3 separate regions of the Pan troglodytes genome follow, and all the other regions are linked to region 1. A link is a contact called in public Hi-C and HiChIP or PLAC-seq data. All regions are on one chromosome and are shown on one strand. The core of a region is the stretch at or near the end of the contact, and the rest is flanking DNA. Distances in the headings are between cores, read along the strand shown. Region 1 holds the start of IRF2BP2 (interferon regulatory factor 2 binding protein 2). Region 2 has its middle 160 kb from the start of IRF2BP2. Region 3 holds the start of TARBP1 (TAR (HIV-1) RNA binding protein 1).

The links. A called contact is a pair of places that touch in the nucleus more often than the background predicts. HiChIP or PLAC-seq counts read pairs in DNA pulled down with a chosen protein or histone mark.
Region 2: a contact with region 1 is called in a Hi-C map of stem cell-derived neural progenitor cells, with 5 times the contacts expected there. The contact joins the enhancer-like site here to the promoter of IRF2BP2 in region 1. A contact is called at or near these places in 1 of 7 Hi-C or Micro-C datasets (stem cell-derived neural progenitor cells) and 1 of 1 datasets of contacts at active chromatin or transcription factors (stem cell-derived excitatory neurons).
Region 3: a contact with region 1 is called in an H3K4me3 HiChIP or PLAC-seq map of stem cell-derived excitatory neurons, with 3 times the contacts expected there. The contact joins the promoter of TARBP1 here to the promoter of IRF2BP2 in region 1. A contact is called at or near these places in 1 of 7 Hi-C or Micro-C datasets (stem cell-derived neural progenitor cells) and 1 of 1 datasets of contacts at active chromatin or transcription factors (stem cell-derived excitatory neurons).

Annotation. Positions count from the first base shown.
Region 1 is chr1:14,566,101-14,569,850 of NHGRI_mPanTro3-v2.0_pri, forward strand. It overlaps IRF2BP2 (interferon regulatory factor 2 binding protein 2), which reads left to right and starts at 2,010. Exons shown (of 2, transcript XM_525097.8): 1 at 2,010-3,735. The coding sequence starts at 2,688.
Region 2 is chr1:14,403,287-14,407,036 of NHGRI_mPanTro3-v2.0_pri, forward strand. No RefSeq gene overlaps it. Among named protein-coding and RNA genes, the nearest start is that of IRF2BP2, 160 kb to the right of the region's middle. Within about 2 kb of position 1,760, at least 7 of the 24 cell types and tissues checked have an H3K27ac peak or open chromatin away from gene starts, as enhancers often do. A contact at or near this core is called in stem cell-derived neural progenitor cells, where this site is marked.
Region 3 is chr1:14,698,068-14,701,817 of NHGRI_mPanTro3-v2.0_pri, forward strand. TARBP1 (TAR (HIV-1) RNA binding protein 1) reads left to right here and starts at 1,706. Exons shown (of 30, transcript XM_514281.8): 1 at 1,706-2,712. The coding sequence starts at 1,782.

The sequences.
Region 1 (3,750 bases), core at 760-3,259:
TCTCTTGGGGGCGATAAGTTGGTTCATTTCTCTGCAGCACAAGGACTGGACTTCATCCCCTTTGGGCAGTGACGCAGTGGGTGAAGCCATGTACTGGAATGAGTGTCACAGGGTCTCTGAGGAGGGTGACCAAAGGGACAGGTCTTGAAAGCGGTGTGCAACAGCAGGGCCTGGGAGTGACCAAACCCGCTGGCACCAGCTACTCCCGGGAAGGATCTGGACAGGCCCCGTTCTCCCAGCTTGGAGAGGGTGAGGCAGGATTGCAATTGCAGGGCAAGATCCAGGAACAGATGCAGAGACCTTTAAAACAGGCGCACCTTCTATGGAAATCCCCAAAAGACATTCAAGGTTAGCCTGTAAAAACATTTAGGTCTGACATTACGTTTTCTGTGCCATTTTCGAACAGGTTTTTTCATGTGTTTTAAGCAGCTCCCTCCACTGTTTCTCTAAGGGTGTTTTTCCTCTTCCTTGTGGTTAATCCTTTGAAGCAACCTGGTATTTTCAATAGCAACGACTAGAGAGAAACGTCAGCATGATTTTTTTTTCTCTCCACCTACCAATCCAGTTGTAGGAAAGATAATATAATTAGTACCCTGTTCTTCCCACACTTAACCAGCTCATTCCAGTCTCAAGGGACAGTTGTGGGCCTGTGTTCCCAACAAAAGCAGCTCCAGAGGCCGCCCTTAAAGAGCTTAAGTGTAAAAATCCCAATTGAAGAGCGACTAAGCCTACGTGTATTAGGGAGACTAACGACCAGCCCAAAGTGATTTACCATAACACACACCAGCTCCTCCTCCCGATAAAAGTGTGAAACTCAAGCATTCAATTCAGTCTGGGCTGAGTCTGAGGCTGCCAACGGTGGCAGAGCTGCAGGCCGGGCGGCTGGGCTGGGCTCATCCCGGCCTGGGTGGCATATAGGGCGCAAGTCCGCCTCCGTCGGCGGCCCGCCCTGCGCGACGGCGGGCGAACCAGCCAGCCGGTCGCCCCCACGGCCCTCGGGGACCTCGCGGAGGCGAGCAGGACCCCCCCCCCGACTCGCGCCCTCGCCTCCCGCCACCTCGAGTCCAAGTTCGGGCCCGGGGGCGGCGCCTCGACGCCTAGACTCGCCGAAGGGGGTGGAGCCTGCGCTGTGACGCGGCCGCGCTGGCCGTAGACCCCGGATCCCTGGAATGTGCATTCGTTCCACGAGGCCCTAGTGCCAGCGGCGCCGAGGCACGTCTGCGCGGAGCGTGCGCACTCGCGGCGGCGGCCGCCCACGGCCCCGCGCCCACGTCACGCGCCCGCCGCGCATACCTACATAAGGCGGCCGGGGCGACTGGCGCGGGGGAGGGCTGGACGGGGCTAAGAGCAGCACTTGGTGTTCGGGAGAGGCTAGTCCGAACCGCGCTCCCTCCCCTCCAGAGGGCTCCGTGGAAAACGCGCGAGCCAGCTGGCGGCGCGTGCACGTGGTGCTGGGCTTGGGAATATTCACAGTCTCCCTAGTTAGTAAAAGGGACAGGCGGCGCGTATGTCCTTTCCAAGACAAATGCAAAGCACCAGTGACGGATTTCATGCTTACGTGTCCGACATTGAGCTTTCAAGTATAACTCCTAAAAAACCAGAACTGTGAACCACGCTAGACCTAAATTCCCCATTCTCAGGAGACTGACGGAAACCAAGTGACAAAGTGTCCTTGCATAAAAGAAAAAGAAATGATTTTTAGCACGATTTGGCCCAGAGGCACACTAGAGAAAAACATCCTGAGGGTGGTCGGGACAGCCGGGTGGGGCGCGAAGTGAGGGAAAGTGGAGGAAAAGCACACGATCACTTTGCGCGGTGTTCCGAAGGGAACACCGGCGCTGCGCTGCTGCGCTGCCCCGCGGGCGGGCGGGCGCCGCAGAGCCGGCTCTCCCGGCAGCGCTCCTTCGGCGCGCGGGGGGAGGGGGAGCGCGCGCGCGGGAGGGCGGGCACGCGCACGAGGGGAGGGGGCCCGCGCAGGCGCCGTGCGAGACTGTCGAAGAATCAAGTCTGTAGAAGTGGAGCGGTCGCGGCGGCAGCAGCAGCAGCGACGGTGGCGGCGGCGGAGCTGAGGCGGGCTGGCCGCTGACGCTGGCGCTGGAGAGCGGCGACGCCAGGAGCTGTGAGAGAGCGGCGGAGCGACCCGGGGCCCGCGCCGCGCCCGAGCTCCACGCCGCCCGGCCGCCGCCACCCCGGCGCGGCATGCCCCGCCGCTCGGGCTGAGCCTGCCCCGGCGGCCGCCCCCCGCCCCCTGCCCCCCCGGCCTCCCCGCCCCCCGCCCCGCACTCCGTGCCGGCCGCCGCCGCGACCTGCTGCGCTCCCCCGCGCCCGCGCGGCCCGTCTTCGCCCCGGTCTGGAGGCCCGCCGCGGCTCCGGCCGAGCCCCCGCCGCCGCGCCCGCCGCCCCGCCGCACCGCGCCGCCCGCCCGTGCCCGGGCCGGCCGGGGGGAACTGCTGCCGCGGCTGCAGCCCCTCACCTCGCGCCCGCCGCCCCTCGTGCACCGGGGGCGCTGCGCGGGCGCCGAGCCTTCGCGGGCTTTGCCGCCGCCGCCGCCTTTGCGGCCGCCGCCGCCGCTGGTGGGGGAGACGCGGGGTTGGGGGGGGAGGAGGGCGCGCGTGGTGCCGGTGGGGGGCGGCGGCGCCCCCTCCTCCTCCTCCGCCTCCTCCTCCGGCGTCGCGGGCTCCTCGGACATGGCCGCGGCGGTGGCGGTGGCGGCCGCGTCCCGGCGGCAATCGTGCTACCTGTGTGACCTGCCCCGCATGCCCTGGGCCATGATCTGGGACTTCACCGAACCCGTCTGCCGCGGCTGCGTCAACTACGAGGGCGCCGACCGCGTCGAGTTCGTCATCGAGACGGCGCGGCAGCTCAAGCGGGCGCACGGCTGCTTCCCGGAGGGTCGCTCCCCACCCGGCGCCGCGGCCCCGGCCGCCGCCAAGCCGCCGCCGCTCTCCGCCAAGGACATCCTTTTGCAGCAGCAGCAGCAGCTTGGCCACGGCGGCCCCGAGGCGGCCCCGCGCGCGCCGCAGGCCTTGGAGCGCTACCCGCTGGCGGCCGCGGCCGAGAGGCCCCCGCGCCTCGGCTCTGACTTCGGCAGCAGCCGCCCGGCCGCGAGCCTGGCCCAGCCGCCGACGCCGCAGCCGCCGCCCGTGAACGGCATCCTGGTGCCCAACGGCTTCTCCAAGCTAGAGGAGCCGCCCGAGCTGAATCGCCAGAGCCCGAACCCGCGGCGCGGCCACGCCGTGCCGCCCACCCTGGTGCCGCTCATGAACGGCTCGGCCACGCCGCTGCCCACCGCGCTCGGCCTCGGCGGCCGCGCTGCCGCCTCCTTAGCCGCGGTGTCGGGAACCGCGGCCGCCAGCCTGGGCTCCGCGCAGCCCACCGATCTGGGCGCCCACAAGCGGCCGGCATCCGTGTCGAGCAGCGCTGCCGTGGAGCACGAGCAGCGTGAGGCGGCAGCCAAGGAGAAACAACCGCCGCCGCCTGCGCACCGGGGCCCGGCCGACAGCCTGTCCACCGCGGCCGGGGCCGCCGAGCTGAGCGCGGAAGGTGCGGGCAAGAGCCGCGGGTCTGGAGAGCAGGACTGGGTCAACAGGCCCAAGACCGTGCGCGACACGCTGCTGGCGCTGCACCAGCACGGCCACTCGGGGCCCTTCGAGAGCAAGTTTAAGAAGGAGCCGGCCCTGACTGCAGGCAGGTTGTTGGGTTTCGAGGCCAACGGGGCCAACGGGTCTAAAGCAGGTAGGGGCGGCTGTG
Region 2 (3,750 bases), core at 510-3,009, 160 kb before region 1:
TCATTTCAGCTCAATTCCTTCTCTCTCTCTTTCTACCTGTTTGTTTGGCCTTTGGAGATTGAGAATGAGGAGTAACAGGACGCATTACCCATAGCTAGTCACAAGAGGAGACAGAGAGAGAGTGAATGCAAAAGAAAGGTACCAGAGAGGCCACCTTGCTGGCTGTCAAGGTGGAGTAAAGAGGCCACAAGCCAAGGGGTGTAGGTGGCCTGGTCTCTTCTGCAGCTGCTTTTTAAAACTCTAGGACTTTCTTCCACCAACAAATTCTTTAGGTTTTATCAGAGTTAGGAGGCAGTTAGCATCTGCAACAATAGAAAGAATATGTATTATTTGGAATGCTTGTGTGGCTTATAGAGCTCCCAACCAGTTCGGGAGTCTTAACACATTGTGCTGAAAGATGCTGAAGGCTGGGTTTCCACTTCCCAAACAATTTCATTCTCTTTAAGAAAACTGCCAATAAAGATAAAAAACATTACAGCCAAATGGAGTCTTGCCTGAATCCCAGGCCCTGCCACATCGCCCGCTGGTTCTATCAGTGGCCAGTGTTCTGGAAAGGCTTCCCCGACATCAAGGAAGCCGGATCCTCCCCACACAGTGATGGGTTCTAGGCCATTTTTGCTGCCTCGGTCTGGGAGCTCACCATCCTCAGAAGCTCCCAGCACCTGGAGATGTCTCGCATCCTGGCTGAACCTGCTCCCTTTAGCAAACAAGGTCAGGATTTATAACTGCTTTTGTGGCAACATCTGGCTTATTTCCCTCAAGTCCCCCGCCACTCTTTTTTTTTTTTTTTTTTTTTTTTGAGACAAGAGTCTTGCTCTGTCGCCCAGGCTGGAGTGCAGTGGCGCGATCTCCACTCACTGCAAGCTCCGCCTCCCAGGTTCACGCCATTCTCCTGCCTCAGCCTCCGGAGTAGCTGGGACTACAGGTGCCCGCCACCATGCCCGGCTAATTTTTTTGTATTTTTAGTAGAGATGGGGTTTCACCATGTTTGCCAGGATGGTCTTGATCTCCTGACCTCGTGATCCGCCCGCCTCGGCCTCCCAAAGTGCTGGGATTACAGGCACGAGCCACCGCGCCTGGCCCCCCTGCCATTCTTTATATATATATATATATTTCATCTATAGTCATTTCATTTCAGTTCAATTCATTCTCTCACTCTCTCTTTTTTTTTCTACTTGTTTGTTTGGCCTTTGGAGATGGAGAACAAGGAGTAAGAGGACTCATTACCCACAGCTAGTGACTTGGGTTAGAAGTGAAAGCACTTCTGCTGGGCCCTGACTTATTTATTTATTTTTGGCCACAGAGCCACAAGGCTCGGTCCCCAGTGAGCCGCCCGAGGACATCTTGTGGCACCATCTGTTCGCCCCCACCCACCCTCACCAACCGCCAGCCTCCGATTGTTGGTGGTGGTGGTGGTGTTTTTTTTTTTTTTTTAAGTTTTTGTTGTTGATTTTATAAATTCTGTAGCTCTGTGTTTTTTAGACTCGGCTTGCTCGTGTCAACGCAAAACCAGGACAAGCAGAATAAACAAAGAGATGCTGGCAGAAGGCTGGGTGTGTCGCCTCAGGTCTACAGATGTGCTGGGGCCACACTGAGGAAGGCCCTCGTGTGTGCATGCAGGGCGCTGGCCGGAGTGCCTTAGGACGCATCTGAAAACTTCTCATTGCCTCAGGGTTTAAAATAGCCACACTTCCTGCTCCTCGGAGAGGGTATGCACAGAATGTGGGTGACTCACCGTCGGTGGTTTTCGATGTGTCTGTCATAAGGAGGTATCATCAAAAGCCCGGCCTGTTTCAGATGTTATTTTTTTCCACCCTCAGCCATGCGGTGCTGGGAGAGCAGAATGCCTAAACCCAGTGTTTGTTTTGAGCGCAGAAAGTGAAGACCAAATCAATTGTGCCGCAGCAAGTAAAAACTGAATGCGTGAGGGGGAAAAAAACTGCAAACAGTGTGAAGACTGAGTTTCAAGGTTCTTGTTTTCAAAAAGTTTAATTATATTTCAACTAAAGCCAAACTGTCAAAACACGGGAGAGTGATCTGCCTGCTTTGAAAATGCATTAGCCTTCTTCTGTAAAAGCCAATAATTGATATCCAAGAGGAAACCAGAGCTGTGGGGGTCGGAGGAAGAAGGAAGACAGCCTCTTAGAACTGCTCAAACGACACTTCCCTATCAACTACGTGCAAAGCTTTAGATCCAGGTTTGTGAAGTGGGAAATTGGAGAGGGGAACAAAGGCAAAGCTAAAACGCTCTGTGAATGGCGAAGGTTTACAATATCAGGCCTGGTTTACGAGACATGTGGGCCCAGGGCACTGTGAATTAGAATTTACATAAGCGAGAACCTGGAAGAGATCCTCAAAATTCTCAACAACAGCTTTGTAAATAACAGCAGGCTGTGCCTTCTTCCCCCTGAGAAACGCTGGGGTGTGTCTGGGCTGCCCCCAGGGCCGGGCTAATGCCTGGGCCCTCTCTTTGCTTCCAGCCCAGCTGGTTTTCAGGTTATCTGGTTGTTGTTGTTGTTTTTTTTCCAGACTCCACTCAGCCACTTCCTCCAAAAATGGACCGTCGGTGGTTAAGTCTTTGCCCTCTTCATCTCAGTTCCCATTCCTGCCTCTCCTTCAGTAATCTCCTAGAACTTTCTAGTTTCTAGCACAGAGATTCTTAATCGTGTTCTTTTGATGGCTGAGAAGTATGTGTATTCTTAAACCACTCTCAGATTAAATTAAGCTTGCACTACATAAAAAATACTGATGGAAGCCATATAACACGTATTTGGGATAGAGCTAGAGCAGGCATCGAACAGATCATGCCAGTTGGAATACAGTATCAAAGAGCTGGGAATTCCCGGCCTACTGCCTGGGTCCGCGAAGGCAGCCACCATTTTCTTCCTTCTTGGGTCAAGCCACTAGCTTCTGGGAGGACCAGGCTCCTCCAGCGTCTCTGTCATTTCCCCTTGATTGCTGATCTTTGAAAACAAGCCCAGGTACCTATCATATGAATGCTGTTAGGCTTTAGAACCCTTTCTTCATCTACCCTGCTGACATGAGACAGCTATCTTTCTCCCAGTGTGGCTGATCCCCACAAATATGATACATTTCTTGTAGCCCAGTGTCGGGTAGAATGAATTTTCTGGTCTATGGTCTAGGACTCTCTGTTGACCTTGGAAAAGAGTTGCCAGATAAAATACCGGATGCCTAGTGAAATGTGCATTTCAGATAACACATCCCTTTTTTAGTGCAAATATACTTTAAATGTTATAATAAAAAGCATGTCCCATGCAATATTTAGAGCATACTTACACTAAACAATTATATGTTGTTTATCTGAAGTTCACATCTCACTGTGCATGCTGCATTTTTCTTTGCTAAATCTGACAGCCCTTCTGGAGCCTCTTGCGTTCCGAATGAATGTGGGTTCCACGAGCCATGAACGAGAGTGAGTTCTAAAGGGAATGGGAGCCAGATTGAGGCTGTGTTCTCCTTGTAAGGGTCTCGTTGGTGCAACCCATCGTGCCAGTCGTTCTCATTCCTGCTCCATGTCTGGGGTGCTCCGTTCACACCTCTGTCAGCGTGCTGATCACTGCCACAGCTCTAGACCTAACAGAGCCATGACAATTGTTCTCAGCTTTTTGGGCTGACACTATGTTTGCTCATCTGGGGGCCTGGCACACAGTAGGTGCTCAGTATATACATAAGCGGAGCTGGTGGCATAGGAAGCAGAAAGCTGGCACCAGGCTTCCTCAGGCCATGTCC
Region 3 (3,750 bases), core at 456-2,955, 130 kb after region 1:
CAGCTATATTATAACTTTACGAGAAACAGTTTCTAAAGTGACTGTACCATTTTCATGCCCACCAGTAATGTATGAGAATTCCAGTTGCTCCACACCCTTGGTCTTTGCCGTTTAGTGTTTTCGAGCTTTTACATGTTAGCCATTCTCATCAGTATGAAGTGGTACCTCATTGTGGGTTTAATTTGCATTTCTCTGATGACTAATGATGTTGAACACTTTTCCAAGTGCTTATCATTTGTGTATCTTCATTTGTTAAGTGCTCAAGACATTTACCCATTTATATGTTAGATATATGTTGACAGAAACAATAGTTTTCTGCACATTTTATGTTGAAGGTAATTGATATTTACTGACACATGTTAAAAGGGCTTAAAATAGAAACATTTATGCATTTTGTCAATGAAAAACGGAATGACTGAAATATGAAAAAAGTCTTGCCTGTGTAATGTCAGATAACCTTAAAGTCAGATAACTTTATATAAAAATAACTGTAAATTTAAATAACTAATTTTTGTCTTATCCATTATGTTATTATATGTCAAGCTCTTTGAAGTTGGGACCCTGTTTTCTCTATTGACTAAGAGGCAGATCTTTGTGTTTAGTAGTGAAGAAAACCCCATGTCACTGATCTAGTTTGTCTCAAATTGAGCCAGGAACCAAATCCACACCATGCATGCTGAGGTGAGGTTTTCTGTTTCTCTATTTAGCAATGGATGCTGTCAGAAATACAGAAAAGACAGACACAGGGACTATTTTTGAGTTTGCACATGGGAGCACATGCATTGTGCAGGAGGCTCTGCATCCTGGAGTCATCTTGGGCACTTGGCTGTGAGGGCTGGCGTGGGCCTCTTGGTTTTAGCTGAATCCTAGCACATTGCTATAGGTACCTCTAAGGCAGGAGAATAGGGCCTGGAGGCAGGGAACCTAAAAACTCCCTAGAACCAAATCAGATAGAAACACTTCAGCTATGACAGGAAATATCCTCTTCATTTACATAGGGAGTACACCAAGTAAATAACTTTGTAACTTCATTTTATCCTCTTTAGTTACATAGTGTGTACACCAAGTAACCAATTGAAACCTCTATAGGTATTTAAACCCCAGAAAATTCTGTAACCAGCCCCCCTTGAGCGGCTTGCTTGGGTCTGCCCCCACCCTGTGGAGTGTACTTTTGCAATAAATCTCTGCTTTTGTGGCTTCATTCTGTCTTTGCTTTGTTTGTGCGTTTTGTCCAATTCTTGGACCTGGACACCCTCCACCGGTAACACTTCTCACTCCTGGCCTTACGTCTAAATCATTCTTGTGTTTTCATGACTTATTTTTAACGCAGATGTCCAGAACCAATTTCAGACCTACTGTGTCAGTCTCTTTGTGGATGGTGCCCATCATGCAACGTTTGGAAAATAATCTAAAGTGATTCTGCTGTGCACCTTCTGTGAACTGGTTTATGCTCACAGGCACGCCTGATTTAGGGTCCTGGGCAGACCAACCTCCAATCAGGAATCGATGAAGCTGGTGTAGATACTACATTAACTTTTAACGAAGGCCTCGTTTCTCCTAAAAATAAGAGACCAGGTGGGTTCTATCTAGGCAGGGTTGGTGGCAGGAACCCAAGGGAAGCTGAGCTGCACCAAGCCGGGCTCGGATCCCCCTCTCTGCGGCCGCGCGCCCGGCTCCGTCGGCGCACGCGCACGCAGGGGCCGGCCGGTCCTGTGCGCACGCATCGCGCACGCCGGCGCCTTCCTTTGGGAGCCCGGGCCGGTGGCGCGGGCGCTCGGCAAATGGAGTGGGTGCTCGCGGAAGCGCTGCTCTCGCAGAGCCGGGACCCCCGGGCCCTGCTTGGGGCGCTGTGCCAAGGGGAGGCATCCGCGGAGCGCGTGGAGACGCTGCGCTTCCTTCTGCAGCGGCTCGAGGACGAGGAGGCGCGCGGCAGCGGGGGCGCAGGCGCGCTCCCGGAGGCGGCGCGCGAGGTGGCTGCAGGGTACCTCGTGCCACTGCTGCGGAGCCTGCGCGGACGCCCCGCGGGCGGCCCGGACCCCAGTCTGCAGCCTCGCCACCGCCGGCGCTTGCTGAGGGCGGCGGGCGCGGCCCTGCGCTCGTGCGTCCGCCTGGCCGGGCGTCCGCAGCTGGCGGCCGCGCTGGCTGAGGAGGCGCTGCGCGATCTGCTCGCCGGGTGGCGCGCGCCTGACGCCGAGGCTGCCGTGGAGGTGCTAGCAGCCGTCGGGCCCTGTTTGCGGCCCCGCGAGGACGGGCCGCTACTGGAGCGCGTGGCGGGGGCCGCCGTCGCCCTGGCGCTGGGCGGGGGCGGGGACGGGGATGAGGCCGGGCCTGCAGAGGACGCGGCGGCGCTGGTGGCCGGGCGACTGCTGCCAGTGCTGGTCCAATGTGGCGGGGCGGCGCTGCGGGCCGTGTGGGGCGGGCTGGCCGCGCCCGGGGCGTCCCCGGGGTCCGGCCGCGTAGAGGAGAAGCTGCTGGTCCTGAGCGCCCTGGCCGAGAAGCTGTTGCCCGAGCCCGGCGGCGACCGCACCCGCGGCGCGCGCGAGGCGGGCCCGGACGCCCGGCGCTGCTGGCGCTTCTGGAGGACGGTGCAGGCGGGGCTGGGCCAGGCGGACGCCCTGACGCGCAAGCGAGCGCGCTACCTGCTGCAGAGGGCGGTAGAGGTGTCGGCGGAGCTGGGGGCCGACTGCACCTGCGGGCCCCAGGAAGGAAACGGTACCTGCCTCTTTGCCCCCCAGCCTAGTGCTACCTACTTGGCTGCCCCAGAGGGGAGCCTTCCTGCTTCTGAAAACTAGCTTATCGGGGTCGTCACTCCGATCCATGCAGAATTTGGTTATTCCGCGTTGCTCCCCTAAAGCCTGAAAACCTTTGGAACCCCTTCTCGAGGGTGTTCTTTGAAGTCACAAATCACTGCGGTTGGGAACGTTCTGACCCAAAGCCGGTGGAATACAGCACCCGTGGAATAGTTTAGGAAGATAATGGAGCCCGTGCAAGATTTTACAGACCCAAAGCTGCACTATATCATGGTAGATTCAACCCAATAGAAACGGTTGATATCTATCAAGTTGAAAGAAAAATTATTTGTTATTTATCTGTACTGACCAGTGAATTAGTGAATTGAGTCTCGAGTGTTAGAATTAAGCGTCATAGAGGCCATCACACTCTTTTGAAATTTCCCCTGGTAATTAGGAACAGGATTTACTAATATTTGTTAAACATGTTTCTTAAGTCGACCTTTTGAGTGTATTTTTGCCATTGATTTAATAGAATGAATCAGATTTTATTTTTTAATTTTTTGAGCTGTGCTCCCTACTATGTGCAAGAGTAATGAAACAGCAAGGCCTCCCTTCAGGTTGTTATGTTACTGTTGATTGGTTTGACTTCACTCATGTTAAATTTGGGTTTAAACTGTCAAGTACAAAGTAGATTGACTCAAAATTGTCTCAATAGAATATTTCTACTTTTTCAACGGTAGCTGACCATTTATTACAGGTAAAGGATTTTTGTTTGGCTGAAGTTGTGAGGTTATATTTTCAAGTAATTTTAAAACATTAGATAGTAAGTATGTGAACAGTCCACAGATAGGTGTGATCATCCCTGAGAGTTTTCACTGGAAAACATTTTTAAAACCATCAAAAGTTAAAACATTCATTTATTTGCATGAGTCAGTTATTTTGCAGTTTGTTTGTTTGTTTGTTTGTTTTATGGAGTTTCGGTCTTGTTGCCCAGGCTGGAATGCAATGGCACAATCTC